Linked DNA regions of Mus musculus: region 1 is linked to region 2. Evidence: chromatin contacts called from public Hi-C data. All regions are on one chromosome and are shown on one strand. Each heading gives the region's core, a stretch centred on a gene start, on an enhancer-like site or on the middle of the called end of the contact. The rest is flanking DNA. Distances are from core to core; before and after follow the strand shown. Region 1 overlaps Itpr2 (inositol 1,4,5-triphosphate receptor 2). Region 2 overlaps Sspn (sarcospan).

What was found. A called contact is a pair of places that touch in the nucleus more often than the background predicts.
Region 1: a Hi-C map of muscle stem cells shows a contact between it and region 2, with 1.6 times the contacts expected there. The contact joins two enhancer-like sites. A contact is called at or near these places in 2 of 484 Hi-C or Micro-C datasets (both in muscle stem cells), 1 of 115 datasets of contacts at active chromatin or transcription factors (pancreatic cancer cells) and 2 of 9 other capture datasets (adipose tissue and liver).

The regions. Positions count from the first base shown.
Region 1 is chr6:146,116,115-146,123,060 of GRCm38.p6, forward strand. All of the region lies in intron 55 of Itpr2 (inositol 1,4,5-triphosphate receptor 2), which reads right to left. Among named protein-coding and RNA genes, the nearest start is that of Gm35768, 25 kb to the right of the region's middle. Within about 2 kb of position 4,312, at least 59 of the 459 cell types and tissues checked have an H3K27ac peak or open chromatin away from gene starts, as enhancers often do. A contact at or near this core is called in muscle stem cells, where this site is marked.
Region 2 is chr6:145,946,535-145,953,090 of GRCm38.p6, forward strand. All of the region lies in intron 1 of Sspn (sarcospan), which reads left to right. Among named protein-coding and RNA genes, the nearest start is that of Sspn, 16 kb to the left of the region's middle. Within about 2 kb of position 4,272, at least 12 of the 459 cell types and tissues checked have an H3K27ac peak or open chromatin away from gene starts, as enhancers often do. A contact at or near this core is called in muscle stem cells, where this site is marked.

The DNA of each region.
Region 1 (6,946 bases), core at 3,062-5,561, 170 kb after region 2:
AAAAAAGAAAAAAAAAAAACCACAGTTGGATAAAATAACAAACAATTCAAGACATGAAAACAGAATCCAATAAAGAGATAGAATCTCTTAAGAAAAGCCAAAATGAAATGGCCCTTGAATGCAAAATTCATGAATCCAAAATTCATGAAGTCTAACAAAAAATTTAGAGGAAAGTTTATCAAGAGATTGGACCAGATGGAAGAGAGAATTATCAACTCTGCAAGACAAAATAGAGGAATTAGATCACTTGGACAAAGAAAACGCAAACCCCCACAAACTCCAAGAACAGAGCACATAGGAACTCAACTCTATAAAAACTCAAACCTTCAAAATAAATAAGTATAGAAGGAAAAGAGACCCGGGTCAAAGGAACAGAAAATATTTTCAGCAAAATTATAGAATAAAAATTCCCCAATTTAAGAAGAGATGCCTATCAAGGTCCAAGAGGCATACAGAACACCAAATAGACAGGACCAGAATAGAAATTCTCTACATCACATAACAGTCAAAACAAAGAGGTTGAAAATGACAAGAAAAAAAAAATCAAGTCTTATACAAAAAGCAGGACCACCAGAGTAACAGTTCATTTTCCAGTGGAGACTATGAAAGTCTGACAGGACTGGACCCATGTTCTACAAGTTATGAAAGACCACACAGATGCCAGCGCAGACTTCTATACCCAGTGAAACTATCAGATGTAATGTATGACCACTAATCCACCTCTGTAGAAGATACTGGAAAGAATACTCAGGTTTGAAGAACAGGATCAACCTGCACAGAAAGGCACAAAACAGTTCCAGAACACTGAATCAAAAGAGGTCTGAAAGAATATCATATAATCAACAAAATGACAGAAATTCATATGCACTGTTCAAGAATAGCTCTTACTATTAAATGATAACAATAAAATTAATTTGGTCTTAACTCCCCAATAAATAGAAACAGACTAACAGACGGTATCAGAAACAGGATCCATCTTTTTGCCGTCTTCTGCATCAGTGACAGAGTAAGTAAATGAAACCCAGAATCATGCAGGTGTAGCTAGTCTAATATTTGGCAGAATAGACTTTAAAACTAATCACAAGAGATACATGGGATTCTTTATTCTTATTACAGGAAAACCCCAACAGAGGATATTTCACTCCTAAACATATATGCACTAAACATCAGAGCACCCAATTTCATAAAAGAAATACCATTAAACTTAAAAACATAGATCAATCCCAGGACAGTGCCAATAGGTGATTTCAATACTCCACTCTCACAAACACACGGTCATTTGGAAAAAGGAGGAAGCTGTAAAGTTCAATCACATCAAATAATCCTAGCAGACATCTTCAGAGCATCCTATCTAAAAACCAAAGTACACACATTCTTCTCTGTAGCCCAAGGGATTTTTACAAATAGATTACAATGCAAGTCTCAGCAAATATAGGAAAATTGAAATTACATCCTGAATTTTATCTGATCGCTATGGATATCAACAACAATAGAAAAGACAGAAACTTATGAAAGCTGAACAACATACTTTTTGAATAAAAATTTGGTAAAGAAATCAAGAAGGAAATTTAAAAATTCTTAGAACTGAATAAAAATGAGGACCCAGCATAGCAAAACCTCTAGGACACGATGAAAGCCACCACAGGAGGAAAGTTTACAGCATGATGTACTTATATAAAAAAGTTAGAGATCACAATTAAAAACAAAGTGGTGCACCCAAAAGCCTTGGAAACATGAGAGTAAGTAAACCACAAGAAAGAATAGATCGGAAGAGACACTCAAACCACAGTTGAAATTAATGACAGAATGAAAGTAAATACAAAGATTCAATGAAACAGCTATTTGAAGAGATTGATAACCCTTTAGTCAAAGTAACCAAAAGAATTAGAGGATCCAATTTGTTTAGAGAAGAAAAGGGAGGCACCATAACATACACTGAAAAACTTCAGAGGCTTATTCAAATATACTTTAAAAATTGATTCCACCAAACTGGAAAATGTAAAAGAAATGGATGAACTTCTAGATATATATGAGCTACCAAAATCAAACAAATATGAATTAAATGATTTAAGTAGACCTGTCACATGCAATGAGATGTCAGTAATTGAAAATCTCCCAACTAAAAAGCCCAGGCCAGATGGAGTCACTATAGAAGTCTACTAGACTGTCAAAGACATGAAAATTCGCAATAAAATACTTTCAAAACTAATTTGAGAACATATTAGAAAGACTGTCCACCATGATCAAGTCAGTTTCATCCCAGAGATGCAGGGATGGTTCAAGAAACTTAAACTACCATACGGTCATCTCTCTAGCTGTAGAAAAGGTCTTTGACAAAAATCCAACATCCATTCACAATAAAAGTGCTGGAGAAATGAGGGATAGAGGGTATAAGCTCAATATAATAAAGGTAGCATACAGGATTCCTCAGACAACATCTTCCTAAACAGGGAAAAACTGCAAGTAGTTCCACTAGAACCAGGGACACAATGGTAATCCCTTTGCCTACTCCCATTTAAGTAGGCAAGTCCTGACATCTTAGCTAGAGTAGTAAGACAGGTGAAGGTAAAGTGGATACAAATAAGAAAGGAAGAAGTCAAAGTATCCTTATTTGGAGATGATACAATTCTATTATGTAAAACTTTCCAAAGGTTCCACCAGATGACTACTACACCTGATAAATATTTCAGCAAATTAACAAATCAGTTAAAAAAAAAACAAAAAAAAACAAAAAAACAAAGGATTGGCCTTCATACAAACAACAAACATACGGGGAAAGAAATAAATGAATACCTTTCATAATAGCCTCAAGAAAAGTAAAATATCTAGAATAAGTATAACGAAGACAGGAAAGATTTGTACAACAACAACAAAAAATCTTTTAAAAGAATGAAAAAAATAAATTGAACAAGAAACCAGAAAGTGGCAAAACCTCCCATGTATATACATTGTTACAATGAACATTGTGAGCATGACTGTCCTTACCAAAGCAGGTGGTACTGGCACAAAGACAGACTTGTCAGTCAAAGGAACAAAACTGAGGACTCACATATAAACCCACACTCCTACATCCTACATCCACTCAACTTTTGACAAAGAAGTCAACAAATACCTGTTGGAGAGAAGACAGCATCTTGAACAAGTGTTGCTTGTCAAACTGGATGACCACAGAGGAGGGATCAAATCTGAACTGTGTCTTTCATCTTGTATAAAACTCTACTCCAAATCCATGAAGGATGTTAATACAAGACCAGATACTCTAACTCTGACAGGAGCAAGGGGACCTAGGCTTGACTCACTGATATAAGAACAGACGTTTTGAGTAGCATCTTGATAGAAAAAGGCTTTATTTAATACCAATAATTAATAAATGGGACCTCAAAAACCAAAAGTTTCTGAACAGCAAAGGGTACTATCGCTCAACTGAAGAGGCAGTAAGCAGACTGGACATTTTTTATTCATGAGTTATATCTTTGAAGGAGTGGTACTATCTAGAATATATAAGTAGCTCAAAATTAAACATTCAAGAAAACCTAAACGGGACAAAACTAAACAGAGTCCAGGGGGGAAAATATATGTTCAACATACATAGCCATCAAGGAAATGCAAATTAAAACTGCTCAGAGGTTTCATCTAAGCCCAGTCAGAATGGTTACGGTCAAGAAACAAATGGTGACAAATGGCAGCATGGACACTGGGTCTGGGGACACTCATTCTTTGCTGGAGGTGTGTGAACTGGAGGGGGGTGAACTGGTACAGCCACTAAGAAAATATGTGTAGAGGTTCCTCAAAAGGCTGATAATAGACCTATCATATGCTCCACATATACTGGTCTTGGGCAAAGGACTCCATATATTGGGATATCCATAAAAATTTGCAAAGAACCAATAAATTTTTAAGAGAAAAATAAAATTTAAAAAGGCGTTTAAAAATCAGTACAGAAAAGTTTTCTTTTCACAGAAACAACCTTAAACATAAGTATTGTATATGCTTTTAGGTTCTTGTGTTCCATTTTCTGTTGAAAGCAGTCTGTGACAAAACAGTGTGTGTGCATTTTTCAGTAAGGGAGTGTCCTTTCCTTTGAGGGAGGGGAAGGTGAAGTGGCTACCTTACCCTAAGACAGAAGTGCAGGCCTGATGCGTCCAGCAGGGTTCCCCTGCACAGCTTCCTCACGCCGCTGGCCTGTGCTTTGCTCCTGGTTAACACAGTGGTCTGATTTCACTTTACGTGGCATATCTTGTGGTCATGCACATGGTTATCGGATTCCCAGGCCGGTGCTGGTTAGTCAATATGATATCATTTCCTCATTTCACCAGAACTGAATACATGTGACCACAGGGTAGCCTCAAGCCAGGGAAGAAGATTAGCTGCCAGACTTCTAGGCTGCAGGGTTGATCCTTCCTAATAACTCAGTGAAGTGCAGGTCTTCTAGAGGCTTCTAAAATGCAAGACTCTTAGATGAATTTGTCGTTCCTGACACGTTCACTTAGGACCCATAATCCTCTTCCTGGGGATAATTTTGTATAATAGTGTGCTTGTCTAGGAGACTGCCAGAGCAATGGACAGAAGTCACAAGAATCTTTCAGAGTCCTTTTAATAGTAGGTCAGCGTGACCCATTGATGTCTACAGCTGTTCAGTCAGAGTCTGTCACTTAGAGACCCTGTGTGGTGTTCACATTTAGTGTTTTCAAGTGATACTTCATTCCTGGAGCAGAGATAGTACTGTGCAATGGAAGGGCACCAATTGGGGAGATAGAACAACCTGGGCTTTGACTTCGTCATAACTGAAAGCATTTCCTGTATGGGGCGGATGGGTGTCCCACTGTCTAAGGCTCAGTTTGCTTCTCGGTGAAACAAGAATGCCCCTCTAGGTGTGTCCATACCTTTTCCTGCCCTGTGCTTCGTGAGCTGTGAATGCAAGGTAAAGCTTTAAAATTCAAGTTGCTGCAAATAGACTTGAGCCTATCAAAGTTTAAACACACAGAGTTAAGGCTGGAAGCAGCCCTGAGTCACAGAGCCCAAGCTAGCATGTGTGTGAGTAAGTTTTTGCTATGTCAGAATGAGATTAAGAAGTAATAAGACTGGTTTGGTCCAACCAAACATTGAGGATTTGTCTTTTTAAAAAGGTATTAGCATTTATGAAAATCACCTGTATATATGTAAGCTGGAGGGAAATGAAATTCTGACCTTCTGTAACACGGCAACAGATCCCGCCTTGCCTTCCGAGTGCCTGGCATTTGGTCCTGTTGTGGCCGATACCCACAATTCCACAGAACAAGGGTTGCTATGATCTTACTCCATGGCCTACAACATGAAGCAAGTTTACTTACTTGCCCAAGGCCACAGAACGGTGAGTGGCTGAGTCAGGCTTTGGTTCTTTGGAGTCCCTCTGCCTTTCCTGAACTGCTCTCCATGTCTGACGGAGACACTGGCACTTGGCTGCTACAGAAGCTGAGGTACAAGGATTGCAGGTTCAAGGCCTGGCCCAGCTACAGAGTGAGCTCAGCCCAGAAACTTGGTGAGACTAAACAGAAACAGAAGGTGGCTAGAGGTGGCTCAGCTTCTGGGTGCTTCAGGCCTCCGCTCCAGAAAGCCCAGCTTCTAAACTCAGTGGGAAAATCAAACAATACAGGGATGATTGCAACTGGAATCCCTCGGGTTACTTTTGCAGGGTATGCTAAAGGTTCGTTTACTGAAGATCAGAAGCACATGTCCTGTCAGTATTGTGTCAGAGATCCACATATAGGTGAGGAAGGAAAATGCCGGAAGTATGGTGGAGTTTGGCAGAGGGCTTTCAAATATCACTACTGAGAGGCAACACAGAGAATAGAATGCACTCGGTTCTGCAGCTGAGTACCAACTAACCATCTGATACCCCTTGCCCAGCCTCCATTTGCTAAGGCTGTGTGCTGCGGGGCTCTCATAATACCATTTTCATGCTGGCCATCCCAAACTGATCTCTGCTTCTTACTAGATTTTCCACCATAAAATTCAACTGCAAAGCCTCCTGGTACAAAGAGAAAAGTACCAGAGTCGCCATGAGTGACATGACCGACGGACTCATGAGTGAAGTGACCGACGGACGCATGAGTCCTATACCACATGGTTTGAGCAGTAAACCCAGCACCCTCAGGTGACAACTGGCAGCTGTCATGAGAAGTGAGGCGACTCCTAGGAGCATAAAGGGTGAAACTTCAAAGGATGAAGCCACACAGTGGACTTGGCTGAGCACAAGTGAGAGAGAATGGAGATGTGTGTACCTTTCTGGAAGCAGGAGGCTGTCTTGGAATAATGACCTCAAGCTGAGCATAACTTTAATATGCCTAGTCACAGAGAGATCAGGCATTGGAGGGCAGGAATTGCAGCCTTTCTCCACAGCGCAGTTTCATGCGTGTGCAACAGGGAGGCTGCCACTCATTAGCCCATAGGCTTGGCAGATCTGATTTGGGTGTGGTTTGGTGAATAAGCTTCCCATGTTTAAGCTAAGACCACTTGAGTTTCATGTACTTGACACACCTCTATGGTTTTCTTTAAGAATCTCACTGATTGATTTTATGATTAATTGATTACCTACTCAATAGGATACTCTGAAAGTCAAAACAAAGCCAAAGCATTTTCTACATATAAAGCTTGCTTCTGACATAGATTGGAGCTAGTCAGATGCAGTCTTATAATGCTTTGTTTTTATTGGCTGTTTGACACAGGTACTCAGTTTTAGTAGGAACATGGAGCCTGCCTGGGAGGTTTAACATGTTGACCAACTCTTTATCTGCTTCCAATTGAAGTCTAACCTATTGCCTCTTCAGTAAGACTTCACAGTTGCCACAGGGGCATGGTCACTTTCTAAACATGTCTCCATCATTTTCCTTTAGTCGATCCATGTTTCCCTCCCATCCCAGCTCCCCTTCCCGGTCTACCCTCTGAAGCTATGTACCATCCTTCAATA
Region 2 (6,556 bases), core at 3,022-5,521:
GAGGAGGTTAAATGGATGCCACTCAAGCTGACATGGCTGTTCTTCCGGAAGTCTTTCCTCTTTAGACCCCAGAGGACAGACACACTTAAAGCAGTAGGATTGTTTATCATCAGGACTGGCCTTCTAATGAGACATTTCGACCTATATCTCTAATATTTGCTTCTTTTAAATGTAATAAAATATCTGGTGTGGTAGTGTACACCTGCAATCCCAGCACTTGGGAGAGAGAAGCAGGCCAGAGGGTAAAAAGTTCAAGGCTACCCTCTACTACATAGTGAGCTCCTTGCCCACGAAACCTTGTCAACTTTACAAACTAAATATTAAAGCTTTCCCTCTGCCCCCCTGGAAGATGTGGGAATACAAAGCTGAGGGCCGTAGGCCAAAACTCAGACTTTCATAAGCAATGCGAGATTTCTCTGCCAGGCCTTCCCTTGGACAGCGTCTGCTCCAAGGAATTTTTTTTTTTTAAGAAAAATTATGAAAGATAAGGAATAAGATGGGTGGCAGTCTACAACTGCAGCTTCTGGAGGCAGATGACAGGGAGTGGCCTGCCCTCCTGTCCTGTCCCATGTAAATGAGACAAATCTTAGCAACTGTTCCTGGCTGGACGATTCTTTCACTATATAGAGCTTTGTGCGTGATAGAATAGAAGTCAGTATTCTGAGCCTGATTAATGAAACTGAGACCCTTTTTTCAGGTTTATAGTTAAAGCCCTGCATTTAATGCCCACGCCGGATGCTTCCTGTCTCTTCCTGTTTGGTTCAATCTTGAGCCCTCAGACCGGTTTTCAGCCGTTCTCTCTGTTTCCTGTTATTTCTGTCCTCTGTCAATGTCTTGTGTACTAAGTTTGGCTGGAACTATTGTGTTTCCAAAAAAAAAAAACAAAACAAAACAAATCAAAACAGTAATACTAACTTTGGATCTGGTATGGCCAGAAACTATTTTTCTCATTGAGCAGTTTGTTTGTTGTTCAGCATCTATTCACGCTCACCTCTATGACATTATCTCAAGTAACTAGAAATATACAAAGCACACTGCATGCAGTCACTGAGATTGGCATCTCCTGGGCAGGTGGTAATAAACAGGCCTATAGCAGAAACAGAACAAAGCAGAAAAAGAAGTTTTCTGTCACCAGATGTTTGCTAACTGTTCGTGCCAACGTTGTGGAGAGGTGTCTAAGAAGTGCGCCCTGCAGAAGGCTAGGCTATGACATGAATGGATTGATTCGTTTGTTTGCTTGATGCTATTTATCAGCTGCCCTGTGTTCGCCGTGTCGCCGGCTTTATGCTAAGCTCTCTCTCTATGCTCTCCCTTCAGCAGTGTAGGAAGCAGGCCTCACTGATGTCCTAGACATAGAACTGCCAGATACAGTGCTAAGTCTCCCTCTTTAGCTGGGGGGCCCATCTCACCACAGAACCACGGGCCAACAGGATGTTTCATCCTGTGCCCTTGGTCCATGCATGTCACATATGTAGCTGTGAGGTCTTGGGTCATGTGCAGTGGATCTGTGCTGATGAAGAAGGGAGCTAGCAAGACCCATGTAAGAAGCGACTCCACTGGCGTATGTGTGCACGCATGTCTGTGCAAGCACTAATGCTGGATGTTGAGCTCTTGGTTGTCTGTGGTTCTCAGTCACTGCTGCCTCACTGGGCCCCTTTACACTTAAGGATACCTTAGGGTCATCAAGGTAGAGATTTGGGTCTTGACTCCTCACTGTGGAGTTGCAAGCCTCCAAGAGTCCGTGGTACACAGTGGCGTCACAGTGAACACTTGTTAAACAGAGTGAGACCGTGCCTAAGATGTCACAGGGTGCTTTTGTTTATTTTGCATATATTTTTCTTTTTCAGCTCAGATTTCAGAGTAAGTCCCTGGGAGAGACTGAGGTCATGTGAGATGGGAAACAAAATAGTGCCTGCCGAGGTTCCCGGGTGGGAGTCACCTAAAAGTCTTTAAAACAGTTTACACTTTAGCAAGAATTACTTTCTCCATTGAGTTTTAGAGACAGGAGTCTCCCTGGCTGACTTGGACCCCCTGTGCTTCACATATGGCCCAGTCATTCAAGGGAGGAGCAGGAGCTGGCAGGCTCCACAGATCTCTGTGCCACTGGCTGCCAGGACTCCTCCTGGGAGATCCTGTGGCCCCTGTGGGGGCAGGGACAGGTGGTGTGCCCTGATGTCACGTTGGTGAGGTTGCTCCTCAGGCTTCTCATTGAGTTTTCTGCTCCTTGTCTATAAAGCAGAGCCACTGACTGTGACCTCCCAGGATGCTTGTGAATGTGAAATAGAAGCCAGGCGTGGTGCACATTTGAGAACCCACCGCTTAGGAGGCAGAGACAGGAGGATCAGGAGTTCAAGGTCACATTCAGCTGCAGAGTGAGTTAGAGGCCAGCCTGGATTATGGGAAACTCTGGAAAGTAACAACAAAACAAACAAAAGAAACAGGATAATTTGCACCCTTTGCTTACTGAGGTACCTAGCATTGAAAATTGCTTGCTCTCAGCCCATTGTTAAATCATCCAGGCATGGACTTTTCCTCATATAAATATCAAGAGCATGCCCAGTGACCACTTACATGGATACTAATTAAAAGACAGAGTACATGTAACCAACAGTGTCGGCTTTGAGCCTGGCTATCCTGGCAGTACATTTGGGACCTCTTAATGGACTAGAAACATGATCTCCGACAGCCATGGTAATGATGGCATTAGTAATCACCAGCTAATGATATATCATCAATCAATAGTGGCCTCAGGCTGGGCTGTATAGAAGGATTACCCCAGGTGCCTTCTTTACATTCTTATTAGTCGTCAGATTAACCATCACGACAAAGTACTGTTGCAGATGGAGGAACTGAGAACAGGGAGAATCAGTTAAAGCCAGGCATGGTGGTGCATGCTTGCAGCCCTGGCACTCAGGAAGTAAAGACAGGAAGAGTTCAAAGCCAGTCCTAGCTACATAGTGACATCACCAGCCTGGGTTTCAAGAGATTCTGTCTCAGGTGAAGGTAGGGACTGTACTTCACCAGTAAAGAGATAGAATCAAAATTCAAGCTCTTTTCCCACCATGCAGCACTGTAACCACGTGCACAGTCTCATACATGACTTTCAACTGAACCAAGCAGCCCGTTCTCACTTGTTGAAGGAACTCTGGCTCAGTGTTTCATGGTTTTGGATGATATTTTTCCTTTCTTGTGTGTATTCTAAAGTGAAGGACCTATTTCTGTGCCTTGTTATTGTGCATCTATCTAAATCTGTAATGAAAAGTGAGGCCATGATAACAGACAGAAGCTGTCCATCACAATCCCATTGTTCTCGCTGCCTCCACGTTCTGGAAGGTTCTGGGAGCATCTCTGAATTCTTAGCATGTGTGGCATGCCATCCTGAGACATGGGATGGTTATCACACACACAACCAATAAAAAATCCTTTCCAACAAAATTGGACCATGTCTTCAGGGGGATGTCAGGAAAGTCCATCAGTGGCTCAGAGCTGCACCCCGACAGCTTTATCTTTAACAAATACACATATTTAAAAAGACAGCTATCTCACTGACTCTAACACTATGAAATGGACAAAGGATCTTGTTACCAGTTGGAAGGGAGCACGGTATTGACTGTTTATTTCACAAGGGGATGTGGGTCATCCTGCTGTTCAGTGTTTCCATGTCATATACACTACCCACCAATTATCCACTTAGCAGATGTACAGGCTACCACATCAACTGTCATTATAGTATGGAGCTTATATTCAAATAAGTCTATTTTATTTACTAATGGCATACTAGAGTATTGACACTAATAACTTTTTTATAGTTTATTGTAAGTTTTATATTTTGTGATTAATATGATGCCATATATATGTATATATGTATGTATATATATATGGCACGCATAGATAAGTAGATAGATAAGTAGATGGATGAGTGATAGATAAGTGATAGATAGATACTGTCTGTTGTCTTTAGCATCTAATGGGGTCCTTATGTCTCTCATAGATAAAGGTGGAGCAGAGTGTGAAGTGGTGTTTCTCTTTGGCTCTCTCCTGTGTTCCTCTGTACTGAGTCTCTGTGCTGATTGCAGAGATTCTAAGCAGCTAGTAGAGCTTAATTTGCCAAATGTAGTAATAAACCAACCTCACTGGGTGAACAGACACTCCCATCAATGTAGAGGCAGGAGATGCGGTGGGAGCAGTATGGCAGCTAGGTCATGAAGCTGTCTCATGAAGGCTGTGGGCAGGCACCTCTCGCTCGGCAGCCTCAGCTCAGCACTCTGGAATCTGCCATGGTAGGATTTACTGCATGGAAATGACTGAATGTGGTGAGCAGTTCTGAGATGCCATACCCCTGAAGACGTGGTCCAGTTTTGGAAAGGAATTTTTGGCTTTGGATGTGTTGGCAATAACCACCCCATGTATCAGAATGACATGCCACACATGATAGTAATTCAGAGATACTCCCAGAACCTTCCAGAACGTGGAGGCTGCAAGCTCTGGAGTGGGGTTGTGTTTAAGTAGCAATGAAGACAGAGGGGCTCTGCCTTTGACTTTAAGGATTCTTACATTATGAAGCACTAACTTGTCTTGTGGTGCCAACACTTTTATTGTGTATACATTATGAATATTAAAAATTCATCCTGCAGTAAATGTACGCCTAACCTTTTTGCATTCCAAAGTCTCAGAGGGGAAGAAATATATGTAAAGATTTCCACATTGGTCTGAACACACTGTAAGTGGCCATTGATAGCACATCTGTTTTCACTCCTCATAAGAAATGGCTCTATACCATATCCCACCATCCTGACAGATCTGACACAGGCACTCAGGGGCTGTGTTTTTGCTTCGATCTGTTCTTATCAGGATGTGGGCCCAGGACCACCACCACCAGCAGCAGCAGCAGCAGCCTTGGGATTTGTCAGGGATACAGATTCTGGGTCTTAACCCTAGACCTATCGAATCTTAAATCGTAAAGATGGGACCAACCTGTAAGGTGATTCTGAACCTTCTCAGCCTTGTCTAATGAGGAAGGGGCAAGAAGAATGGAGCAGGAAAGACCCTACAGCCATGTTGACATGTCTCCTATGATCCTGAAATCTTGATTCAGTAAGCAATGCTAATAGCTCTTTTGCTGTTTCTTATTATTTATTATTCTGGCACAGTATATGCTAACAGTTCTCTTGAGTAAGACCACATCACACTGATAGACTACAGTACATTTATCAGTTGTTGAAAATGACTCCGAAGAGTTTATCTTAAATCATCAGATGCGGGTCACCATCTGTAGAGATTTTCTTCAAGAAAATGCAGGGAAAATCAGTGCCTCTGGTCCTGTGGGTGGTCCATTGACTTCATGACCGTAGACAGAGGTTAAGTTCCTCTTGTTACAATATTGATCGGATGAAAGCATTTTGCATCCAATACTTACAGAAATAGTGTCACGTTTCCAGTTCACAAGTGATCGATGGGGCTGAGGAGGCAGGGGGAATAATGAATGGTATTTGGCAGGAGAAGGTTGTATCCCCCAACAACCCTGTATAGCAACTCTGTCAACAACTGGAAGAAGGAAACAAATAAGTTGAGGTAGTGAAAATGTCACAATGCCAGACTATAAATACAACTGAGAGAAAGAAATGATAATAATTCCCAGCTTTGCAGACTATTTTGGGAAATCATTTATACAAACATCTCACCGAGTTGGTCCTCCATCCTGCTCAGAATTCCTTACCAGGCATCTCTGCCATCCATTAGGTCAAATAGGTAAAGCCACTATGTAGCAAGACCCAGGACCCCTGCTTCTAGAAACAGACTTGACATTGAGACTGTTCTAGCCCTGCTTAGCTCTACGGCTCACAAGAGGCAGTGTAGACCCGACCCTGTTCGGACAGTCTTTCTACAGATTGAGGGGTTTAGAAGCAAAGAACTTGTAGATGCACATGTCTGAAAATAGGTTACAATGTTTCCTTTGCTCCTTTCCATTCAAAAGAATATTTGAAGATTTTCTTATCAATAAAGTTGGTAATGTGATCTCCCCAAACGTTCAGTGACATAGGCCCAGTTGCTTCTTGGCACTGATGTTCAGGCTTTATGTCTTTGTGCAGTGTGATAGCACCTGGCCCACCTGGACCTTTGTCTGGTCCATCAAGTAACTTATTAAATACCTCACTAATATCCACTCCTTGTTCTGTGGACTTCCTCTCACGGATGTGAAGTGAGCTATGGCCCCATTCCAGGAGATTCATGCATGAGCATGCCCTTTCCTTCAGTGCCCGAGAGCCGGAGCACCCTGTATTTTCTGGGCATGCCCACATCCTGCCAGCTCAGGAAGCAGGCCCTTCCTTCAGTCTGGCATGAGAACTCTTTTTTCTTTCCCTATGGCCATAAAGCTTCCAGTGTGAGGTATTTAATAAATATGATTTTTCTAGAATATCCTTGTACACACTATCAATAAAGAGAAAAAAAACCCTGTTAGTCATGCAAGGTTATAAGAACTTCACCCTATGTAGACTAACATTAATACATCCTGAGCTAGCTCAAGCCTTGTAATGATGTAATATGATGTACCAAA